Regions from separate parts of the Mus musculus genome. Here all the other regions are linked to region 3. A link is a contact called in public HiChIP or PLAC-seq data. All regions are on one chromosome and are shown on one strand. Each heading gives the region's core, a stretch centred on a gene start, on an enhancer-like site or on the middle of the called end of the contact. The rest is flanking DNA. Distances are from core to core; before and after follow the strand shown. Region 1 holds the start of Csrnp2 (cysteine-serine-rich nuclear protein 2). Region 2 holds the start of Nckap5l (NCK-associated protein 5-like). Region 3 holds the start of Larp4 (La ribonucleoprotein domain family, member 4).

Region 1 (4,527 bases), core at 1,348-3,847, 520 kb after region 3:
GCATGAAGGCCCAGCTTGTTTCCTGAGAAAGGTCTGGAACTCACATGGTCCTCGTGCTTCAGCCTCTCAAGTGTGTGCACCAAGTGCAGCCCCAATTCCTACTATCATCATCTCCTGGCAAACAGTGTAAGTTTGCTTTTCAACTCAGCCCTCTCTGGTGTGGGCCTGACTTGTTAAAAGACGTACGTAACATGAACGTCCCACCTAGTTCCATACCGCCTAGAAAAACTCTAATTCATCACTATAGTAACCACGAGAACAAGTTCCATATTTTTTTTTTATTCACATTAACATCATCTTAAACCCAAAGTAGAAACCAGTCATTCCCATTGGCTCAACTTCTCCCTTAACCATTGGTAAAAAGATCAATGCCTGAGTTCAAAAAGATACTGTAACCCTCACATGATGGTCTATACATGTAATCCCAGCACTTGTGTGCAGGAGGAGCAGGAGTTCAAGTTTGCAGCTAAGCAAGGCTACAAGAAACCCTGTCTCAACCCCCTCCTACCCCTCCAGTTTATTAAGTTTTATATCTAAGCACTGAAACAGACATAACCAGGGTGAGGCTAGAAACGAGAGTCAGAATACTTAGCTATCTAAATAAACATCTCAACAACAAATAATCTCTCTTTATACAAAAGCTTTTTCATATAACACATTCTGACTGACAACATGCCTTACAGTGTTTTCTGTTTCCAGCTGGACAATTCCCAAAGGGTCATATATAGTTCTCAGCTACAGAACATAGATGACATTAGGCTAGCACCAAATAAAACCAGCATGCATATTTCAGTACTCAGTCTAAGCTTTCTTCAGGCTGATAAGGGCTCAAACCTCAAATCCCAACTTATATAAGAATAGCAAAAATTGGGTGTGGCGAAGCAGGCCCAGTCCCAGCACTAAGGAGACAGAGTCAGGTGAATCTCTGTGAGTTCCAGGCCAGCCAGGGCTACACAGTGGATTCCAAGACAGACAGTGCTATGCAGAGGAGCACTGACCCCAAAATCATCAACAACAAACACAGTTCAGGGGAAACTCTGGACACAGAGAATTCTTGTAAAGCTTGGGTAATGTGAATCTTTTTCCTAAATGACTCCAAAACCCTAACACAGGGGACAATCTTTCCACCCAACTCAAACCCAATATTCTGCCAAAGGTCAAGGAACCTCTTATAGGACTGTGAAGACTACCAGACACTCTGGGGCAGCGAGGCTCCTGTTATACCGCAACACTGTAACACTTGAGTACGATGCCCTACCTTGTTCCCCCTTTCTAAGATACTGTGGGTGATTCGCAAATACTATCTTATGGCTCTACGTGTCCTTGCGATCCCCAAGATCGTGGAAGTGGGAAGACACTCGGTGTAAACCTCCTCCTTAAGCTAGGTATTTAAAGAAGGCCCCTTCCCTCCTCTACTCCCCAGGTTGTCCCCGTTTAGGTTAGAATTCGGCTTCCTACATTAAAGCCACATCCTAGAAGACACAGAGCTTTGTGAGAGACCTGGAACATGATGCCGCATTAACTCTCCTCGGAAGGATATCGCCATTTATAACTCTCCCACACACCAACACCCTGGTTTTGGATATCTGTAAAATTTAAAGCCACCAAAGAAAAGGAGAATGTGAATCGGCTGGGGTTCTAACCACGAAAACTGGAGGACACGGGGAACAGTGTCATCTCTTGGGGATAACTTCTAACCTTTCATACTGAAGAATGGTTTCTGTGTCACACTGTCACTCTCAACCCTTCTAAAAGGGTGAATCAAGACCATAGCACTCAAAGGATGGATGGCAGGCGGCTGCGTGTTTAGGCCTGCGAAAAGGATCAAGCTAGCACCCGGGACAAGTGATGCTCTCATTTTTGCACACAACGCCAGAAAAAATGGGAGACATCGGGAATCAGAGCAGAAGGGACATGCCAAGTCACCAGTTCCCCTCAGCACCGCTGAAGAACCCTTCCGCTCTCAACCCATGGATTCCCGCTAACCTTCCCGCTCATTTCCATCTTCTGCAGTCCCCACAGCCTTCCACATCCTCCTGCCTGCTACTCACAAATTCCCAACCACTCCTCCCACATTTTCCTCCAGGCCCCCTCCCCTTCCTTCACTTCCCTCCATCCTACATCACTGCCCACTCCATTCCGAACTCAGCCGTCAGCCGCAATCCAGCCGGCTTCCAAGCCGCCCATCCATCCCTCGAGCTAGCCTGCAGCCCGACCCGCGTCCCCGGCGCCCCTAGCTCTCACGCCTCTTCCCAGAGGCGCCTCGGCTCCCCGCCCCCCGCCTCCTTAGTCCGCACAGCTCGGCGCCGGAGCGCTGCTCCACGGCTGCCCGAGAACTGCTGCCAGGCAAGGACGAGGCGGACCCCTCCTCCCCGCACCCCAGGCCCATTACCGGCCCCGCCGCAGCCGCTTCTCCCGTCACGGTCTCCGCCGCCCCCGCTGCCTACTCAGCCCGTGTGCAAGGAGGGGAGACCGAGGCGTGCCGGCTCCCAGGCCCGTCGCGTGGCTCTCGGGGCTGCAGGGTGTGTGGGCCGGCCGGCAGGCGGCGGGGGTCGGGCGGCTCTGCACTCTGGCTCCCCGGGCAGCGAAGACCAGAACCGTCCCGGCTCCGGCTAACAATAGGCTCCGGCTGCAGCGCTCTGCCTCTTATAGGCGCCGGCGCGTCGCGGCCGAGGCCCGGGGCAGCCTGGGAAATGGAGTCTACACTTGGCCCACACCCAAGGCATGCCGGGAGTTGGAGGCGGCCAGTGCCCAAAAGCCCTCGCCCACCCTGGAACATTCGCGGCGGACCCCGGAGAGCGCCTGTAGGGCAGTTGCCCGCCTTGAAGCGGGAGGCTGCGGATCCTCGGCTACACTTCCTCGCACCAGAACCTCACCCCATGCCTGGGGAACGTGATTCTCACGGGGTTGTCCCATATGACTTGCTGCAGCTGGCCTAATTTATAAGAGAAATTATGAGCAATGACCTATCTATTTATATGATGGATCGATTTCAACATTTTTCCCACCCCAAACGGGGTCTCTCTACATGGCTCTGGCTGCCCTGGAACTCACACTATTCCAGGCTGGCCTCGAACTGAAGAGATCCACCTGCCTCTGCGTCCTGAATGCTGGATAACGGCGTGCGCCACTATACGGGCTGATTTCTTCACATTCTTAAATTTTTCTTTTCTTTTCTTTTTTTAATTATTGTCTCTGATAATCACAGTTTTGCAGTTCATCTTTAAAGTGGGCAAAATATGGACCAAAAAGTTATAGCTCTGGCTGTCCTGGAACTCACTTTGTAGACAAGGCTGGCCTCAAACTCAGAAATCTGCCTGCCTCTGCCTCCCAAGTGCTGGGATTAAAGGCGTGTGCCACCACGCCCGGCTTACCTTTACAATCTTATGCCAACCAGCCATACGTTGGTTCAGTTAGTAACTATTCAGGTCTTCATATTAGAGAGGTAATACATTACACACACACACACATACACACACACACACACACACACACACACACACACCGTTTGGTTTTGAACAGGGTCTTTTTAGCTCAAGATGGTTTTGAATTTGTTTATTTGAGACAGGGTTTCTCTGTGGCGTTGGCTGTCCTGGAACTCCCTCTGTAGACCAGGCTGGCCTTGAACCCCAAGATCTGCCTGCCTCCCATTTTAAAAGCCTGCTTTAGCTTCTTAAGTACTGGAATGAGAGCCATGATTTGAAATAACTGCTTCTTTTGGTCTCTTTATTTCCTTGGCATCACTACCACTTGTATTTGTTGTTTTTTAGTCTTCTGTCTTGACTGGATTCCATGGAACTTGAATTGAAGAGTTGTTTATTTATTGTATTCTCAATACCAGGTTTTTAAAATCTGGTTATTTGACATTTAGGAGCACAGTGAGTATTTATTGGCTAGGTGGATGCACGACAGGATTAAACTTTATGTAGGGTGTGTGTGTGTGTGTGTGTGTGTGTGTGTGTGCTATTCAAATCTTTTCATGAAAAAAGCGCCATAAGTTCTAAATCCCAGTACATTTTTGCATATGACCAGGAAAATATAAAGCCAGCGCGACTGGCTACAATGTTCTCTCACCTTTGGAGCTGAGACACTGAGCGGCTTTGAAAAAGTGCTATGAATTCCAGTTTTCTTCATTATGTGACAACAGAGACAACACCACAAAGGGAGAAACAGCAGACCATGAAAAAGTGTCTTTAGGATTTCGTGCACCGATCATCTATCTGCTGAAGCTCAGAGGAGACGCGACGAAACCCGGGGGTCCTTAGGCTGCACTGCCTGAAGGTCACCCCGCTTTGCACCCATGTATGCTTGACTCTAAAGAAGCCTGTCTTCCTGAGCACCCACATGGTGGCTTACAGTCATCTGTGACTCCACTTCCAGGGGATCCCTGCTTCTGGTCTGGGCAGGCACTGGCACTCATGTGCACACATACACACACACACATGCACATAATCAAAAATAATGAAAAATAAATCTTAAAACAAACAACCCAGCCTGGTGTGGTGTCATGCTTTTAATTGCAGCACT
Region 2 (4,594 bases), core at 106-2,605, 520 kb before region 3:
GGTTTTCAGGCCAGATTGGGAGGGGGGGGGGTCCTGTAAGATTGAAGAGGGTCTACAACAAAGCAATTGTACAATGCTCACTTCCCCTCAGAGGCCTGAGCACACAATAGTGAGAGACTCCTTCCCCATGGTTCCTCAAACCAGTCCTGATTGCCGGCCTCTGTCTCCAACCACTTCCTCTGGCTGACAATTGTGTTTAAGCAGGAGGGCCCACTGGAGAACGGGAGAGTTGGCGGAGAGGGAAATCAAAGATTGCCTCCAAACCTAAGGAAGCCTTCAAGCCTAAAACCTCCAGCTCCTGAGGAAGGCGGTCTTTAAAAAGCAGCTGTTGGGCAGGCTGGGTGGGTTCATGTGAGCCCTCTGGAAAACCAGGCTTAGGAGATGAAGGCCTTCTGTGCCCTTGGGACAGCGCCAAGGCTAGAGAGACAAGAGGGGCCTTCCGCCCAGGATATAAAAAGAGGGAGTTGGGGTCCCAACTGCCGCTCTCCTGGGCCTGCTAAACCAAGGGAATGTCAGGCACAAATAAATTCTCTGCATTCTTTTCAGCACCCCAGCCCAAACCCAGAAACCTTTTCAGTCGGGGCTGCCCTGTCCCTTACTCCAGCCCAACCCATCTCCTTCGCTCAGCCTCTATTCAGCATGCAGGTTGTCGGGTTCCCTTCTTCCCACAGCCCCTCAGAGCCTCAGCAGGGTGGTTCCCAAGACCCGGTCACTCCGCCTTTCCCCGCCTCCCCCACGCCCTACAGCCCCGGGCCACAGGGACTGGAAGGAGTGCGAAGGGGTGCCCCGGGCTGCAGTCTGCGCCTGCGCTTTGGGGAGAGCCCCCTCCCTCCGCAACCCAGCACCGCTAAACGCTACCGGGACCGTGGGATACGGGGAGGGTGGGATGCGCAGTGGGGGCAAGGTCAGTGCTTTCAAAGAGGGAGGGACACCCGCCACCGGAACATCCCCCCACTCCCGAAAGTTTCCCTTCCGGGGCCACCGAGTGTGCGCGAGGATGGCGCAGGGGGCGGGAGGGGGTGGGGTGGGGGGGTGGACAAAGTCACAACAGGACCCCTCCTGGGAGAGTGCAGCGCGAGGGACCGGCAGGCGTCGAGGTGTGGGCCGGAAGCCTCGCTCGCTGCCCCTTCCAGCCAAAGCTGCCACGAGAGCCTTTCACTCCACACTCCGCGGCCCCCACCCGGGGCGTGCGGCCCCCCACCTCTCAGCCCGTTAAATGCCAAACAGGCCTGAACTTACCGAAATCAGGTGCTGAGCTCGACTGGCTTGGTCCACAGGGTCCATGGCCGCATCTCGGGGGCGGGAGGGCGAGGGGGGTGCAGGAAAAGGGGGGTACCGGAGCCACCTCTTGATGTCAAGGCTTTAAAGGGGCCAATGAGCCCCGCCCCTCGCCCAGACCCCGCCTCCCTCCTCCCGCTCAGCCAATCCACGCTCAGCCTGGGTGCCTGCCCCTCCCAGCTCTATCCAGATGTTCCCAGGACGAGAGCTAAGTCTGCCCGGCCGGCGCGCGCCGCTTCCGCCCGAGTGGGCAGGGCCTCCCCTCCCCTCCCCCCTGCGGAGAAACACTCTTCCTCAGGCCGGAGCTGACCTGCAAAGCCTTCGCGGTGCTCCCGGTGCTCCTGGTGCTGGGGATCGGGATGCCAGGCCCGGCCGAGTGGGACTGGAGCCGGGGCATTTAGAACAGAGAAAACTAAGTAGGTTTGCGCGGGCCCACGGGCATGCGCGTCTGCTTCCGTGGGTCTGGGCGTGCACGTGTATGTGGTTGAGAGCGTGTTTGTAATTTGCTGCATACGTGTTAGGTGCAAATCTACAGGAAGAGGCTTGAGTGTCTCCTTGGCCTGAAATGCACCCGCCTCTCTTTTCCATCTCTAGGTCGGGGACCTCCCAGAAATCTGGAAACTGGAAGCGAGGAACAGGCACATGTGTAGAAAGCAGTGCTGGTTTAAGAAGCAAGGCAGACCCAGGCGTGGTTGCTCATGAGAAATCCTCGCACTTGTGAGGCAGAGGCAGGTAGATCTGTAGTGCAGAAAAAAGAGACTGTGGTTGGTTTTTAGCTACTTTCTGTCAGGGAAGAAGAAAGTACAGTCCAGTCACTTCACTAACCGGGAGGAAACAAGCTAACTCTTGCAGGCCTTTGCAACTTAAGAGCTCAGTACGGTTGTCCTTGGTCTGTTTGTTGTTACTGATTGGTTGAGACAGGATCTCTAACTCTGGCTAGCCAGGAACTCATGATATAGGCCTGGCTGACCTTGAACTTGTCATGATCCTATAGCTTCTGTCTCCATTTTGGTCCTTAAACACTTCCTTGCCCTTCGGTGGATACCTTATAATCCTCAGCTATATGCACTGTATTAACTGGCCTGGATGCGCACACAGGGGAATTCAGAGGTATCTTTGGACACTTTGTATATTTTATTAATATTGCTTCTCTCTTAGGTGTACAAATGAGACTTAAAGCAAAATTAGTCCAGTAAAAGAACGGGTGCCCTACAAGAATGTAGGGTGGTCAGGTTGGCTGGGATGCATTTAAGGGGTCCTCTCTGAAGAAGGCATTTTAGAGTGGGAGTCTAAAGATGGAGAACTTGAGTAGGACCCAGGCAGGAATAAAGACAAGTGATTGGCAAGAAGCTAATTACCAGAGTGGGATAGCAAGCAAATCCTCTTTTGTAGGGGGGGGGGGGCAATGCAAGAGGTTTTATCTGGAAAACAGAATGAGCATTTATATAAGGGAGTCATTTTGGATTAAACAACAACAACAGAAGAAGAAGAAGAAGAAGAAGAACAACAACAACAACAACAACAACAACAACAACAACAACAACCACCACCACCACCACCACCTCCGGTCTCGCTGTGCAATTCAGGCAGACTTCCAACGCTCTGCCCCCCAGTGTCAGGACACAGGTGTCATGTACTGGGTGTCAGGACCGCAGGTGTGCCACCAGGCCTAGAGCATGCATGCACACACCAAGCATGCACTCTGGTGCCGAGCCAAATCCACAGCCTTCCACTCCCTCTTCATCTTGTTTCTTGATGTTCTTTGAGGGTGCCTTTGGACACTACAGGACTGATTAATCCTTGGCCAGTCATCCCGTATTTACGGAATAGGGATTAATGTGCTGACCCCGGGGGGATAACAATAATTAGACACAATCTCCCCTCAAAGGGTTTTGAAGCCCAACACAAATGATGTATCTGCGGTTCTTGCGTCTTGGGATGGAAATCTTAAGTCCGTCAGGTATTTCTAACTATTTTAAATGTTTTGCAGGTGACTGAATTTTTGGAAGCAAATGACATCTAGATTGGTTGGGTTTTTGTTTTGTTTTGTTTTGTTTGTTTGTTTGGTTGGTTGGTTGATCGAGACTGAGTGTACTGGAATTCTCTCTAGACCATGCTGGCCTCGAACTCAGAGATCTACCTGCCTTTGCCTCTCTCCTGAGTGCTGGGATTGAAGGTGCGCGCCATTGCCCGGCTTAGAGTGTTTGTTTTATGTTTTGTTTTGTCTCTTTCATGTGCTCACCCTTATTTAGTAGGCACAGACAGAGCATTTGTCCATGGCCTTGCCCTCCTGGCTGGCCCTGGAGCACTTGCTATTTTGATAGGCTTCAGGCTTCAGCTGTGAAGCTGTAGCAGCGCTCCACGGTTATTTTCTTGGGTGAGGCTTGCTACGTTTTGACTCGGTTTTACTAATCAATTTATTAAAAGTCTGAAGCCCCAAGATTGATTATTCTCCATTCTTAGTCTGCATCACTAATGACATCCTTCCCTTGTTTGTAATAAGATGAGCTAAGACTTCTTGGGGGCTGGGGCTGTAGACTGCTGTTTACACACCCGTGTGATGGTGTGGCATAACTGCGTATATAGTGATGATGACCCTAGAAAGCCACGCCCTCACTACTCACAGTGGCATTTGAATTCAGATCTCCCGGAACTGAATAATGGGTGATTGTGAGCCACCTTGTGAGTGCTGAGACTTAACCCTGGTCCTCTGCAATGGCATCAGGGTACTCAGCTGCCTTCCCACATTCTCTGCTTTAATGCTGTGTGGTTGACCATTTAGCGCTGGGTGTCTTCCCTCTTCAGAGGTTGGCGTTGAATCACTTTGCTGCCGTGCTGGCTGAGAAGATGGCCAAGTTTAGAACTCCTGGAATTAAGAGATAGTTGGGTTGTCAACTAGCTTCTCAGAATACCCTAACCTGCCTATTTTTTTTAGGTTGGGTCAACTTCAGGACACAGTCTAGATATTACTACTCCTACTAAGAAGGAGAAAGGTGCTGGCTAGTGCTCAGTTAATTTTCTCAACAGGAATAAGCATTGCCAATGTACTTTGAAATCTCTCACTGGTAAGATATGATGGATCTGCTCACATCTTTTAATTATTTTTTTCTTTTCTCCTCCTCCTCCTCCTCCTCCTCCTCCTCCTTTTCTTCTTCTTCTTCTTCTTCTTCTTCTTCTTCTTCTCCTCCTTCTCCTCCTCCTCCTCCTCCTCCTCCTCCTCCTCCTCCCCCTTCTTCTTGTTGGACCTAATGGTCCAGGCTTAAGGACCCTGCTACTCAGGAAGATCACAAATTCAAGGCCTGCCTGAGTTACAGAG
Region 3 (4,368 bases), core at 1,199-3,698:
ATTTGCCTGAAGTAAACTTTGTCTCTGAGGCGTACTGCCTCTGTCTACTAACCTAGGCTTAGTCCTAGAATCTTCTAGCCTCCGTACAATCTTATCTAGGCCTAGAATGTGTCACCTGTAACACTTGCTGCTGAATAAACTCACCCTTTCCTAGTTCTTTCTGAGCTTAGGGTGTCTGGTTAACTCAGCTCTTCTGGTTCAAACTCCACTCCAAGCTTACTGATGTCAGATTGGCTTCTCCGTTTCTTACTGATTTATTCTGCTTGGGTTCAAACCAACTTCGGCAACTTTGTTCTAGTATTCTGGCTCCTTCTCATTCTTTGGCTTGATCTGTCTTCACCTATGTCTAGTTTGTTCTCTCTCCAACCTGTCTGTGTACAACTGTCCCAGTAAAAAACTGCCCCTTCCTCTCTCTGCACTGCTTCCTCAAGTTGCTTCCCTTTCCTGTCTGTTCTCATAAGAACTGGGCAGATCCTATTCTGTGATTTGGCACTTGGCCACTCAATTAGAAATCACTTTCAAACATGGGTGCTTCCTTCTTCAAGCTAACTTTACCTTCATTGTTTGGGATTAGAGATGTGTGCTAAGGGCTGAGCTACACCATAGCTAGAAATAGGTTTTTTCCAGGATATGACAGTCTCAGGGTTCACAGTGTGATCAAACATTCTGCAACTAAGTTTAATGATTGAGATTAAAAAAATAATAGTAATGGCTGGTCGTGGTGGCGCATGCCTTTAACCCCAGCACTTGGGAAGCAGAGGCAATGTAAGAAAGTGAGTCTCTTGTGAGGCAAAGGAAAGGGGGTTATATGGGTTAAGAAAAAGAAAGTTGGGGCTGGGTGTAGTGGTGCATACCTTAATCCCATCACTGAGCAGGTACAGGCAGGAGGATCTCTGAGCTTGAGGTCAACCTGGTCTACAAAGTGAGTTCCTGGACAGCCAGGAATACACAGAAAGATGTTGTCATGGGGAGGTAGACTTGTGGGGAGGGGAAGGGAGAAAGTAAGCAAAAGAAACAGAAAGGAAAGAATTGAAAGGTTAGGCCTGCAGAGATGGTCTAACCTTTTTTGTTAAGAGCACTGGTTGCTTTTGTTGAGGACTCAGGTTCAGTTCCCAGGCATGCAGGAGGGAGCATATACATGCCTGCAGGCAAAGAGCCATATGTATAGAATGAAAATAAATTTTTAAGAAAGATAAAGAGGGCTGGGCATGGTGGCACACACCTTTAATCTCAGCACTCGGTGGGGGTGGGGGTGGGGGTGCACAGGCAGGCGGATTTCTGAGTTCTAGGCCAGCCAGGTCCACAAAGTGAGTTCTAGGACAGCCAAGATCTACACAGAGAAACCCTGTCTCAAAGTGGGGAAAAAAAAAAAAAAAAAAAACAAGAAAACAAGCAAGAGTTGATGAAATGAAAACATCACTTTAAGGTGTTGTTCCAGCATTCAGGTGGCAGATAGGTAGATCTCTGTGAGTTCAAGCCAGCCTGGTCTACAAAGTGAGTTCCGGGAACAACCTAGTCTACACAGAAACCCTGTCTCAAAAAAACGGAAACACACACACACACAAATATATATATGTAAATTTTTTATTTTTTTGTTTTTTTTGAGACAGAGTTTCTCTGTGTAGCCCTGGCTGTCCTGGAACTCCCTCTGTAGACCATGCTGGCCTTGAATTCAGAAATCCGCTTGCCTCTGCCTCCCAAGTACTGGGATTAAAGGCGTGTGCCACCACGCCCGGCTCATGTTTTTTTAAATTAAAAAAAAAAAAAGTGTTTGAAACTGGAGCAATAGAGACTGGTAGAGGAAGAATAACTCTAGTAAAAATAATTAAATATTTGTATACTATTTTATTTGACTATGAAAACATAATAAAGAAGAGATCTAGGCTAATTATTTTTAGTAGAGCATTAAGCATCACAGCGGAGCATCATTATGTTAATGAGACCTGATTCCGAGGGGCTTGGGCTAAAGTTTTATCAAAGTTGTAGCGAAAGGAATCTGACTGTTCCAGCACTCCTCCAACAATACATTCATAGGGTCTTAAGATTAACTTATGCAAAATGCTTAGTAAAGTACAAGCACTGAGTAGCTGAAGAGTATCTTAGCTCCCTCTTCAGCTTTTTTTTTTTTTTTTCTAATGAGGGGCGGGAGGAGCCAGTACGTCATCAGCAGGGGCGGGTGCACTCGGTCGCTTTTTAATCGGACCTAGGTTTTTAACCACGAATCTGCGCAAGGGTTAGCAGTGCGGTGTCAGCTTTTTGGTAGAAAGTACAAATGCTTTAGTGAGCGTTTTGCACAGCCCGGCGCGGCCTCCCGGGCGTCGACCCACACGCGACACGTACCACACACTTTCGCCTTCGCCGCCACAGACGAGCCTGCCGGAGCGAAGCACGCACAGGGGCGGGCAGGCCCTCCGCCCCCGGAAGCAGTTTTCCTCCAGAACCGGAAACAGTTGTTGCTTCCCGGGAGGAGGGACTGGGCGGGTCAGGGCGCAGCGGCTGACGGCGGGGGAGGAGCCGGGTCCACTGCCGGGTGGAGGGGCAAGGCGAGTGTCCTTATCCTACCGACCGGGGCCCGGGCCTGGGAGCCAGTTGGAGTCGCGGCAGCGTGAACGATCGGGCCGAGCGGAAGCAGACATGTTGCTCTTCGTTGAGGTGAGTGGCTCGGGTCGCCCGGTCGGGCTCTGAGAAGAGCCGGAGTGTTCGGGGCGCGGGCCGGTCCCACCGCCATGTGACTTTCCAGGCCGTCCACGCCGCGGAGCCCGACGAGAGGCTGACACAGCACCTGGGCCGTGCAGGCCGTGCAGCCCCGCTGTGCCCTCCGCAGGCCCGAGGAGCCTGTGTGGGTCGAGGCCCCCGGCGGCAGGGAAAGGGAAGGCGGCGCGTCGGGGGCTGGGCTGAGGTGGCGTGAGGAGCCGAGGGAGCCGAGGGTGTCCCATATGGAGCTCCTGAAGGAGGCGAGCGGGCGGGCGGGCGGCGGGGGCGGAGCCTGCGGAGAAAGGGCGATCAGGTGGGCGCGCTGGGGGTGAGCGAGGCCTCGCGGGGCCGCCTGGGACGGAGCGAGCAACATGTGGGAGCGCGGGAGAAGGGGAACTGCGGGCGCGGTGGGGTTTTGTCTCGCTAACTGGGGAGGGGCGTGTTGTTGTTGTTTTTTTTTTTTTTTAAGAGAGTAGAAAGCTCGCCCGCTCCCCCCACCTCCGGACCCCCCAAGCTGCACCAAAATTTTGTTGGGTTGCGTCCGCCGGCTCTGGAACGTTCGAGGGGGGTGCGGGGGGAGAAAGCGAGCTGGTGCGAACGGCGAAGCCCCACAGGGGTCGGAAGCCTTGAAAGGCACCGCTCTGACCTTTTGTAAAAGTTACTCGGGCTGCGGCTGCGTGGTGCGGGTTGATTCCGCGAACCTGTTCGGGGCCAGTTACAAGGAAAATTGCAAAGGAGGAGAGAAACTTAGGTGAAGCCGGGGTTTTGTGGTGGTGTTGGATCGGTGGAAATACCGTTTCTATTGGACCGTCTACCGTCCGCCTGTTTGAGATTTCAAGGTAGTGATTACCTGTCTTAGACAAATAATGAAGTTTAATTTCTCTCGTTTCTGCCCGGTTGTGTTGAGTGAGCATCAGCTGACTGCCTGGCAAATGCTTTGAGTAGATTCCAGATCATATTGTTCTTACATTGTGAAAACGTCAATCCAGCAAAGCTGCAACTTTGCAACTTGGCATTTGTTAACTATGCCCATAAAAAGAATCTTTTCATGAGAGACGGAATCACAGGTTGTATAATGGACTTGGAAGATGGGGCTAACTTAGGGGCAAAGAGTGTTCAGAGTGGTGGTGGGAGAATCTTAGGGTAGTCTGGCATAAAGTAAATAAGCAATTCTTATTTTTCATTGTGTATATTCGTTGTACTTGGTATTGTGTTACATAAGGACATTTTCACACAAACACGTGTATTGTATATTAAGCAAATAACTGCTTATATCTTCTATACTCATTTTCCCTCATTACTGATCTACCTTTCAGTTGATAAGTTTGGGATCCTAAAAATTAGGCGTTAAAGACGCTTAATTAATGTATGCTGAAGGTCAGTAGTATGTATTCATTTGGATATTTGAAACAGTCCACTAAAAATTTCGAACAGTGGACTCAATCTTTCTGTTTATTTTGTTGTTATTAATTTAAGTTCACCTTGGTTTTGAAAAGGACAAGAAATCAGGTTTTATTGTAAGCAGGGCTTAGTTTCCTTTTTAGGAATTACCATGCCGTGCAAATATTGTTCACCCCACCCCCGGAGACAGGGTTTTTTCTTTGTAGCCCTGGCTTACCTGGCACTCCTCTTTAGACCAGACTGGCCTCAAACCCAGAGATCTGACTGCCTCTG

What was found. HiChIP or PLAC-seq counts read pairs in DNA pulled down with a chosen protein or histone mark.
Region 1: a contact with region 3 is called in an H3K4me3 HiChIP or PLAC-seq map of stem cell-derived neural progenitor cells, with 6 times the contacts expected there. The contact joins the promoter of Csrnp2 here to the promoter of Larp4 in region 3. A contact is called at or near these places in 5 of 39 promoter capture datasets (the HPC-7 cell line, cranial neural crest, hematopoietic stem and progenitor cells and 2 more), 9 of 115 datasets of contacts at active chromatin or transcription factors (astrocytes, bone marrow-derived macrophages, cardiomyocytes and 5 more) and 1 of 9 other capture datasets (liver).
Region 2: a contact with region 3 is called in an H3K27ac HiChIP or PLAC-seq map of microglia, with 4 times the contacts expected there. The contact joins the promoter of Nckap5l here to the promoter of Larp4 in region 3. A contact is called at or near these places in 1 of 39 promoter capture datasets (the SN4741 cell line), 3 of 115 datasets of contacts at active chromatin or transcription factors (extraembryonic endoderm stem cells, microglia and stem cell-derived neural progenitor cells) and 1 of 9 other capture datasets (adipose tissue).

What each region holds. Positions count from the first base shown.
Region 1 is chr15:100,492,642-100,497,168 of GRCm38.p6, forward strand. It overlaps Csrnp2 (cysteine-serine-rich nuclear protein 2), which reads right to left and starts at 2,598. Exons shown (of 5, transcript NM_153407.2): 1 at 2,393-2,598.
Region 2 is chr15:99,456,393-99,460,986 of GRCm38.p6, forward strand. Nckap5l (NCK-associated protein 5-like) reads right to left here and starts at 1,356. Exons shown (of 13, transcript NM_001001884.1): 1 at 1,240-1,356.
Region 3 is chr15:99,970,332-99,974,699 of GRCm38.p6, forward strand. It overlaps Larp4 (La ribonucleoprotein domain family, member 4), which reads left to right and starts at 2,449. Exons shown (of 16, transcript NM_001024526.2): 1 at 2,449-2,652. The coding sequence starts at 2,635. It overlaps 2310068J16Rik (RIKEN cDNA 2310068J16 gene), which reads right to left and starts at 2,956. Exons shown (of 1, transcript NR_028124.1): 1 at 1,836-2,956.